2 separate regions of the Mus musculus genome follow, and region 2 is linked to region 1. The links are chromatin contacts, called in public HiChIP or PLAC-seq maps. All regions are on one chromosome and are shown on one strand. The core of a region is the stretch at or near the end of the contact, and the rest is flanking DNA. Distances in the headings are between cores, read along the strand shown.

The links. HiChIP or PLAC-seq counts read pairs in DNA pulled down with a chosen protein or histone mark.
Region 2: a contact with region 1 is called in a BATF HiChIP or PLAC-seq map of CD8 T cells, with 5 read pairs. The contact joins the enhancer-like site here to the promoter of Ddx10 in region 1. A contact is called at or near these places in 13 of 39 promoter capture datasets (the 3T3-L1 cell line, the C10 cell line, the HPC-7 cell line and 10 more), 4 of 15 datasets of contacts at CTCF or cohesin (embryonic stem cells, pro-B cells and stem cell-derived epiblast-like cells), 45 of 484 Hi-C or Micro-C datasets (B cells, the C10 cell line, CD4 T cells and 23 more), 24 of 115 datasets of contacts at active chromatin or transcription factors (the 230-238 cell line, CD8 T cells, the SCID.adh cell line and 12 more) and 4 of 9 other capture datasets (adipose tissue, embryonic stem cells, liver and 1 more).

Annotation. Positions count from the first base shown.
Region 1 is chr9:53,245,200-53,250,522 of GRCm38.p6, forward strand. Ddx10 (DEAD box helicase 10) reads right to left here and starts at 2,913. Exons shown (of 18, transcript NM_029936.2): 1 at 2,619-2,913. The coding sequence starts at 2,804.
Region 2 is chr9:53,449,230-53,454,552 of GRCm38.p6, forward strand. Atm (ataxia telangiectasia mutated) reads right to left here. Exons shown (of 63, transcript NM_007499.3): 52 at 5,060-5,218; 53 at 4,303-4,441; 54 at 4,124-4,206; 55 at 2,320-2,460; 56 at 1,289-1,405. Among named protein-coding and RNA genes, the nearest start is that of 4930550C14Rik, 47 kb to the left of the region's middle. Within about 2 kb of position 3,137, at least 10 of the 459 cell types and tissues checked have an H3K27ac peak or open chromatin away from gene starts, as enhancers often do. A contact at or near this core is called in CD8 T cells and the SCID.adh cell line, where this site is marked.

The DNA of each region.
Region 1 (5,323 bases), core at 1,663-4,162:
TTGGCACTGTGAGAGGCCATGGAAAGCGACTGGTGAAGGTGCAGCCTCAGCTGAAATTGACAGCTGAGGACTGAAGGGGTCATGCAAAGTTGAGACTTGGCACCATGGAAAAAGCCTATGAAAGGCTATTGGTGAAGTCTAGTTGCAGCAGAAGACCCCTGTGTATTGGAGATGCCAGTACCATGGGATGGTCACCATGAACAGAAGCAGCAATGGAATGGAGTCAACCAGAGCCTAGAATGCTATGAGCTGGAGATGTAACCCAAGCCCTTTGGAGGAGTCCAGAACATCATGTATAGATCCCAGACACTGAAACAAGAAGCTGTGATGTTGAAGTTGCCTTGGAGACCCAAAGATGTTAAAAATGCCAGAGCCGTGGGATATCTGCAGAGGAAAGTTGCTAACAGAGAGTGGAACCAGCCCAGGAGAAAGAACTTTACTGCAATCAATATAAATGAAAATGAGTTGAGATCTAAAGACCACTTTAACATCAGACATGAGATGCAGAGTTTGGAGTTTGCCCAGCTGGTTTCCTGTCTTTCTTTGGGGATTAGAGTTAAGTGATTGGATGAATCTCAGAATAGACCTTGAACTTGGACTAAATTGTTGACACTGCTATAAACTATGGGGACTTTGGAAATGGGACCAAATGTACTTCTTTATTATGCTACGACCAAGTACTCATAGACTCATACGTTTTAACAAGCCGATGGAGGCCAGGGAGTAGAATGTGATGCTTTGTATAAGCTTGGCACAGGGAGTAGCACTATTAAAAGGAGTGGCCCTATTGGAGTAGGTGTGTCACTGTGAGTATGGGCTTTCAGACCCTCATTCTAGCTGCCTGGAAGCCAGTATTCAGCCAGCAGCCTACAGATGAAGATGTAGAACTCTCAGCTTGCCTGCACCATGCCTGCCTGGATGCTGCATGTTCCCATTTTGATGATAATGGACTGAACCTCTGAACCTGTAAGCCAGGCCCAATTAAATGTTGTCCTTATAAGAGTTGCCTTGGTCATGGTGTTCATTCACAGCAGTAAAACCCTAACTAAGACATTCAGCATAGGCAGAAATAAGGATATGAACTCAGAAAAGTTCTGGGTAGAACAAAACAAGGAGTCACAGCTCCACGGAAGTAAACCAAGCACAGGCTAAGGCTACATTCTCCAAGCAATTCTAGTCACAGTTCAAAACAAAATCCAAAAGCAATTTGTTAATAATAGCCTCTTTTTTAATTTGTCTTTTTTCTATATGACAGGCATTGTGAATAATGTTTTCCACACTTTATCTTAATTCCTCACAACTTATGAGGCAGGTACTACTACTAAGCCTTTTAAAATAAGGGGGGAGGGTGTGAATAGTGTAAGAAAAGTAACCAAAGTCATATAGCTGGTGAGCCAAATCCGAATCAAATTATCTGAAGTCAAAACCCCAACTAATTCTTAAATGTTGCCAACTCTGAACAGTTTATCTAGTTGTCGCTGTTGCTGTTGCTGTTTAAGCTACAAGATAGCAAGTAATGACTTTTAATTCCAGGATGATTCTACCTATTAAATCCCAAACTAGAAAGGTGGCATTCACTGGAAAGGTGAGAAAGGTAGATGAATGCTGGAAAATATGGGTTTTAAGAGGATGGATAGAAGTAACATTCCTAAGGGGCAGACACCTAGGGCAGGAAAACACGCCAGCTTGTCTAAGTGTTAACTATGAGACTACTCATCTAGGAACACTGGCTACAAGATGCTGATGTCAGGAAGAGGCAAACACATTCCATTGTCTTTCCACTGATTCTTGGTGAAAACCATGAAGACAATGAGACAAAGAACAAAAGATGATGCTAAGGGACAGAGCCAATTCCCAACTTAAAGATCGAGAGCTGTGGAAACAGACACAGGTCTAGGTTCCAATTCCACACTACTAGATGTGGGAAATTAGGGCCAGTTTCTTATCCTCTCCAAACTCTACAGTTCTTATCCGTTAAATGGACTACTAGGATCCATCCACACCTCAAGATAGGGGCAAAGAATATAAAACATGGAGAGTACTTAAAGATATTTCTATTATTTTAAACATTTCCCACGAACAACAGCGTTTTCTTACATCACTCCAGATTTTAGCTTATTTATTTCATTTTTGAGACCAAGTTTCACGTATCACTGACTGACCTCGAACTTGCTATAAAGCCTTGGATGACTTTGCACCTCTGATCCCCCTGCCTCCACCTCCTTAGTGCTCAATATGTGCCCGGTTTATGTGGAGCTGGGGATTGAACCCAGGACTTCCTGCGTGTTGGGCTAGCACTCTACTGAAGGCTCTCACTCCATCCGCTAGGTTCTTTCCACAGCGGTCACTATTGCCTCTCTGTTCTGTCACCACTGCTGCACCACATGTCCCTACCCGGAGTGTCACCGCATTTCTATCACTTTTCCCAGCACTGCGGAAAGTAGAAGAGTCAGACCTGGGTAGCGACACCCAACAGACCACTAGTGAGGCCCCGTTGGCCGGGTCCGCCCCTTTCCCACACCACCCTGACCCTAAGTCCACCACAGCGGCAACACCTCCGGGCTGCACCCACCCTCGCTCCCCAGAGCCCCGCCGAACGTGCCCCGAGCCCACCTCACCTTCTCGTAGTTTTGCATGAGGCGGCTGATCCCCTCGCGCTCGACCTGCCATTCCGGCTTCTTTAGCTGCTTCCTCCGCTCCTTCTTTTGGTGCTGCCTGTGGCTGTGTTTTTTCTTCCAGCGATTAAAGCTCCGCACCGGGTCGGGTCGGGTTCCCTGACCCAGAGAAGCAACCGTTTTGCCCATGGCGGGGGCTGCCAGGACCCACGACGCCGCTACACGGGAGCCTCCTCGCTCCTCAAGGCACAGCACGGAAGACGCGAAACCAGCGTGTGGAGAAGGCGCAGGGGCGCACGCGCAAGTCCGGGAACCCGCCCCCAAGCTGGGGAGAGTGGGCACACATTAATGACGACAGGCAATGCGCGGACGATGATTGGTGATTTGGCTTCCGCTGGGCGGGGCGATCTTAAGACGCCAGGGGAAAGCGTGCACGGAGGAACTGGGCGTGCTCCACTGCTTCCGAGAGTGCTTGGGGCTTCCGGAAACAGCGCAAGTACACTGCTTATTGCTAGTATGGTGAAGTCATACTCAGCGTAAAGTACTGCTTTTCATTTACTCTGGATTCAAGTGTGCCCAACATTCGCGAGTACACTGCTATACGTTATAGAGTATGTAGGTCGTAGTTACTTTGTAGATCAGACTGGCCTCAAATTTATAAGAATTCACCTGCCTCCTGAATACTCTAATTTCAGTTAAATGCCACCGTGTTGACTCAAAATGCTTTAAAGCAAACTTTTCAATTAACAAAAAGTTACATAATACAGAAAAATACACTTACACATAGACATCGTAAAGATGCCTCTGGAGAGCATCCTAAACATCAATCACCATTTATCTTACAAAGTGTCAAAAACAAACAAAACAAAACAAAACAAAAACCAAACCCTGAGATGATTACTGTGTTAGTCACTGAACTATTACTGTGAAGAGACACCATGACCAAGGCAACTTTTATAGAAAGAAGCATCATTTAACTGGGCTGGCTTACAGTTTCACAGGTTTAGTCCATTATCATCATGACAGGGAAGGCATGCCAGCATCCAGGTGGGCACTGGAGCAGTACCTAAGAGCTGCATCCTGATCCATAGGCAGGACACAGACACACAGACACACACACACACACCTGCGTGCGCACGCACACGCACGTACGCACGCATGAACAGCGACACTGTGCCTGGCATGGACTTTTGAAACTCCAAAGTTTTGAAACTGTGACTCCAAATATATGAGCCTATGGAAATCATTCTTATTCAAACCATCACATTTACTCTCAGTTTTAACAACTGGGTGGCCTTAACTGAATATTCACATTGTATATTTTATAGTGATTTTTTTTTTCAAGACAGGGTTTCTCTGTGTAGCACTGGCTGTTCTGGAACTCACTCTGTAGACCAGGCTGGCCTCGAACTCAGAAATCCACCTACCTCTGCCTCCCAAGTGCTGGGATTAAAGGCGTGTGCCACCACTGCCCAGCTATAATGATTTTTAAGTTAAGTAAATGTTTATTTCCACGACTATGACTATAGCTATAAGTTAAACCAAGATTTTTTTTCATATTTTCCATCACTACACTTTTTTTGTTTTGTTTTGTTTTGTTTTTCGAGACAGGGTTTCTCTGTATAGCTGTCCTGGAACTCACTTTGTAGACCAGGCTGGCCTCGAACTAAGAAATCCCTCTGCCTCCCAAGTGCCTCCCAAGTGCTGGGATTAAAGGTGTGTGCCACCAAACCCTGCTATCACTATACTTTTTAAATGCACTCACACATGCACACACACACACACACACACAAACACCATGTGTCTTGTGAACTTTTCCAAGGGCAAGTGAAATAGGGCACCAACAATGACTAAAGCAAGGAATGGATTCTACCCCTTAGAGAACCAATGAGTATAATTATCCAGACCATTGAGATTTCTTTTTAAAGTATGAGCAATGTTAGGCAGCTCCACCACTGATGAAAAAAAAAAATGTATCTCTCAGCTCCTCAGGAACCCCTCCCCTGTAGTGTGACTGGGATATTCTCTTTGAGGGCTATAACTGTCTAGCCAATAAACTCAGGAGGACTTGGTATTGATGCAAAGGTGCCAGAAAAATCAACAAATGTTGGAGCTCTCAAAATCAGAGACCAACATCGAGTTCTTATCCCACAGATCCTACCAATGAAACCCAGTCAGACAGAAACAGTGGACAAGTGAGTTCAAAAGTAGAACAGTTCATTAAATCCTGATAAGGAGGCAGAGGTCCTGAGAACAGAGTAAAGATGGTAAGCCAGAGCTGCCCAACAGAAGACATCCAAGGGTGAACTGCCATTATCCAGCTTTTTGCCTGTTTATTTGTTTGCTTTTAAAGGGGGAGGGCTTTCCCCTGTTGATACATCTACAATGCAACTTCACATATAAAGCTCGGGGAAAATTACAAGACAAGTTAGATAAGGGCATCAACAATGACTAAGGCAAGAGATGGATTCTACCCTCTCTTCAGTGTTGGGGACTAGACCCAGGATCTTGGGTATGCTGGACAAGCACCCTATAGGCTGAGCTGCATCTCCAGTCAATTTCCCTATATTTTGAATAAGCAATCAGAAACTGTAAAAGAAAAACCATGGAGGAGAAAATCCTAATTTTTATTTACCTTTCCTGGAACAGTATTGCAGAAAAACAAAAAACAAACAAACAAAAACAAGAAGTAAACAAGGAAGAAGAAA
Region 2 (5,323 bases), core at 1,887-4,386, 200 kb after region 1:
ATGTAAAGAGAGAGATGAGAGAAAGAGAGAGCTCGCCACATGGCTGGACAGGATGGCAGTCAGGTTAAGTTAGAAGCTAGCTGAGAGACTGCCCCAGCAAAAAAGCCAAGAGCCTTCAACTATACAGATATCTCAGCTTCTTTATTTCTAAACCTCAAGTGGGGTCCCAACACTCCATAATACATACTACCTTTTCCCTCTTCTTATATAGGGACCACGATAATTTTCTTTGTACTGGTCCAATTTTAGAATCTGTGCTGCTGCAGTGAACATGATGATACATACTCTTTAACTGTTGTGAAGGGAACACTTTTCCAATGCACTTTAAAATATTTTACTAGTGTTTATCTTCTAGTAAAATATTTGAGTGTCTAGAGAAAATAGTTGCAGAGTTTACCCTTCTGAAAATAAAGAAACAGCCACTGAGACTGTTCTAAAAAGAGCTGGTTCTCAACTAGACGTGAATTAAATGCTTTTCAGTTTGTTCCTATCTTCCTGGGGAAAGATAAGCAGCAAGAAGCCCTGAGACAGCAGTGACAGAGGATGGAGATGGGGAAGAGAATGTGGGAACAAAGCCGGAAAAGGACAAACCTTCACCTCTTAGGAAAAAAGATCAGCTAATGATAGAATAACAGGACCCGAGGATTTCTCAAGTGAACTGTGGAGAAAATGGAAATGGGTCTAACTCCATTGACTGTCCTACAGTAAAATCTACCAAATGAAGGTTGCAGTGTCCTCTCACTTAGCAATCCAATTTCTGAAAATCTTTCCAATAGATTGACCAGAATGTGAAATGAACGAAGCATGCATGCTCACTTCATCTGTTCAGTGCAGAGTATCACCGTGTGCAGTAACACAAGCCCAGAAATAACCAAAATGAACCATGCACAGATAAGCAGCAGCATAATCCCTACAGCACATTACTTACCACAATAAAGGGAGACTATTGCTGTTGACTGTAGAAAATGTCTAATGGCAGCCAACATTAAATAATACTAAAATGAAAATTAAAGTTGTGTTGTCCAACCTGAGAGTGGCAATCCATAGCCTCTGAAGCAAAACCAGTATCAGTCTATTTCTGTACAGCTTGTGAGCAAAAGATGACAGAGATTTTAAAAAGTCATAAGTAAAAATTAAACAATATACAAAAGACCTGAATGGTCCTCAAAGTCTAAAATATTTACTAGTTGTTCTTTTACAGAAAACATATGCTCATTCTTGGTCCAAACAGTGCACCTTCCTTGGGCAAGCTGCAGAACACAAGCTACCTTGCAGGACCACAAGTTACCTTGTATGTGCAGATAGTCAGTTTCCTCTTTCTAGTCTCAGTGTTTCTCTGCAGTAGTGTATTGCACATCTGGAAGACCTGCTGCATGACAGCATCTTGCCTCAGGTCATCACGGCCCTTCAGAACAACCAGACATGAACAGGCAGAGTTTACTTTATTATAAGCACAGAGTCATCTAAGAAAAGGCAGAACTAGTCAATCTGAGTTTCTACACTCATCTTCAGAATGTCTTGAATAATTAATACCTACTGTCATTTTTCACTTAGAAAAAAAAAAAAAAACAAAACCTATGAAACTGGGAAGCAGATTGATACAAAGGCCAAGTTCCTCTTAGCTGCTTCTCTAATAACTAAACTAACTCCTTCAACTGAAGGCACAATACAAAACACCCAAATAAAGTAATCTTTCATTTCTCTTCTATTTTCAGCAAGACTCCAAAAGCACCTAAGCAGCAATGCAAAGCAGGGAGTGCTGCTACTTCTCAGGAGCAAGTGGCACTGTGTCAGGCCCGGGATATTGAGTACAGGCCTTAAATTGTTCTAATCCCCACCATAAGCCTTTTTTACAAGTAAGCTCATAGCGTGTGCAATTCTTTCTCTTGAATCAACTGTGCAAGAGCCTGCTAAGCCCAGTACTGCCGACTTACAGTCTCAGCTTCTCCAGAGGCTCAGGTAAGAGGGTCTTAAATTCAAGCCCCGCCCAGGGAGCTTAGCAAGACCCTGTGTCAAATAAAACCTAAAGGAGAGCTGGGATGTAACTCAGAAGCAGATGAGCATGAGCGAGGCCCTGGTTCTAATCCATAATAGCAGGACACAAAAACAAAAATTACAGTCTTTCAGAGAAGACACACAATTCTAAAAAGCAGTTTGATTCTATCACACTGTATTTCTACTTCAAAAATGTTTTCTACCTGTCATTATTCAGGATAAAGCTAGATCCAGACAACCAAATGAGGTAAGAATTAAATATCCTGCTGTTGATGTTGATGGCATTAATCCTCTGAAGACTATACCAGAAACAGGAAGTCTTACCTTCACAAGCTGTCTCCTTTCCTTGCCATCAGAACCCACACAATCTATTATTTTGGGTAAATTTAAGCCTCCAGCTAAGCGAAATTCTGTTTTAAATGATTTTATAGTCACCAGATTTTCATACTCTCCTGTGGGATCAACCTAATAAATGATGATAAATAATTATTATAGGTCAGACAAACAAAACAGGAGAATAACTAATGATAAACAGTAAACAACCACAAATGATAACTCTGCTAATTAACAGCTGGGTTTCTAATTTCTAATTTGTTTAATTCAAGTTAGAATTAATGACACTGATAGATTTTTATTACGTTTGCTTATTTACTTGGTGTGTATGTGTGTGTATTTGGGTGACCACACATATGTGTCACCATGCTGGTACCCAGGCAGAGCTCTGGTTTAAATGATTGGCAGCAAGTGTCTTTACTTGCTGCCCAGATTTTTAAAATTACATATAACACAGTTTACTTTCTTAAACATCTTTTCATAAATCTTCAGCATTTTAAGTCAATTAAATAGTACTGCTGAAAAACTACTGAAAACTAGAACTTAGTTGTTATTTACATATGTTGAAAAAAATCTAAGGAATTATTTAATTCACAAGAGTATCATGTAAAATTTTAAAAGAGGAAATATTCAGCTAAACCACATAGCCTGTATCTGTTAACCTGCATGATGCAATAATGGGTCAAACTCAGTAACAAGAACACTAATCTTAGTGTACACATTGGAAGGAGAAAGAGAGCTGTACCATGGACCTAACGCATCAGCTTCTAAAATGGTAACCTTTAGTGTTACACACATCCTGCCCACATGGTACTTCTAGGAATAAAAGATCACTATGAATAGGTGTTTAGTACGTATACACAGCAACTTAGAGGTACCATAACACCTACTGTTTTACTAAATAATATAGTTACATCACAGCCAATACATCCCAGTGCATACTGAATGACTAAAAACCAAAACGGCGACAACAAAAATGATGGAGTGGTGTTGCCCACCCGCAAACCAGAGGTAGAGTGTTCCATCACCATGGGCATGAAACACACCCACACACTGAGAAAGAATAATACAGAGAAAAACAGTGAACGGGACACAGGTCTGTAGTCCCAGGTACTCAAAAGACAGAGAGGAGGATGGTCAAGTTCTAGTCTTGCTTCAATTACAGAGCAGGTTCATAGTCAACAAAGTGAGACCCTGCCTTAAACGTATAAAAAAGGCTTCCCCAGTGCATAATAGGTTCAGTCCCTAGAGTTAAAATAACAATAAGAGATAACAGGAAAGAAAAGAAGGGAGGGAGGGAGGGAGGGAGGGAGGAAGGGAGGAAGGGAGAGAGAGAGAGGTGGGGGAAGGGAGAAAAAAAGAAAGAAAAAAATCTAATGGACAACCTATAGGTAGAAAGATATGAAACTACAATAATTAGCCATTTGGACTGAAAAAAAATCTACAAATAATTTAATCTACTAATGTGTAATTTAGTCTTATTTTTTTTTAAAGATTTATTTATTTATTATATGTAAGTACACTGTAGTTGTCTGCAGACAGGCCAGAAGAGGGAGTCAGATCTTGTTACAGATGGTTGTGAGCCACCATGTGGTTGCTGGGATTTGAACTCCGGACCTTCGGAAGAGCAGTCGGGTGCTCTTACCCACTGAGCCATCTCACCAGCCCGTAATTTAGTCTTATTAAAAATCAAGAGTTAACCGTCTTCTGGAGTGTCTGAAGACAGCTACAGTGTACTTAGATATGATAAATAAATAAATCTTTAAAAAAAAATCAAGAGTTAATAGTAAATTACCTTAATTTCCATAGTGGGAACAACAACATCTTCTAAATTCTTCAGTTTAGTGATTGGCTGGTTGGCTGGAATATTGATGCCTTCTACGTTAAAAATAAATAGATTTTAGTGACAGCTGTAAACGGAGGACTATCACTGCAGGTCAAGCTGGACAGCGGCAGTGGTACTTTCACACATACTTCTCTGAGCCCTCCACTGAGAGGCGTCCATGTTTGCCAAGATGATGTAGGCATCGCAGAGCGCCTCCATGTCCTTCACCATCTTACATCGCTTACTTCTGATGGAGTGGATGATTCTGGTTGCAGCCTCTGTTCGATCCTACCATCAACAACAAAGAACAAGACCCACTAAACATTTAAGTTTCTTGGAGCTATACAAAGAGAATCCATGCACAGATCTAGACAACGAAAGGACTATAATTCCTCAGATGCAAACAAAACACCCACTCAGGGAATGAAATACACACATAAAAAAATTCAAGGTTAATGACTTGGGTACTTTTCAAAAATCTGTTTTTCTGGGCCTAGAGAGATGGTTCAGTGGTTAAGAGCACTTGCTGCTCTTTGGGAGGACCATGGTTTGGTTCTCAGAACCTACATGGCAACCCCAGGTCCAGGGACATCCAAAACCCTCTCCTGGCTTCTGTAGGGGCCAGATGTACATATGGTGCAGAGAACCACTCATGAATGTTACAAATAAATCATTTTAAAGATCTGCTTTTTCTTTGCCCATTGCTGCCAGAAAACAAAATCAAACTGGTATTTTAAAATACCAGCTTAGAAATTGTTAACCAATTCTGGGTGGCATCATCATAATAAAGGATATAGAATACTACCAGAAACATACATTCTTAAAGTCTCTGAGAATTAAAAAAGGAATATTCTGGGGAAGAATGACCATCACAACACAAAAGGGTACTTGCATTTACCCAAATACCTCATCAAGGTGAGAGTTTTCTTTAGATGTACTTTTGGTTATTCGACTCCTTCTTGTTGTCTCTGGTTTGCTCAAAAATTCATCTTTGTTCGCATTTGCTAAGGCCAGTATAATGAACAAAGTATGATGGGGGTGATCCAGTGAAATCCTAGAGATTAGCTATCAGAAAAGTAGTAACTATTAGTTTCGTGCAAATAGAAAAAAACCTTAAATATACATTTTTAATTTTACTTTACATCAAGTTCAAGTTAATGTCATCATTGT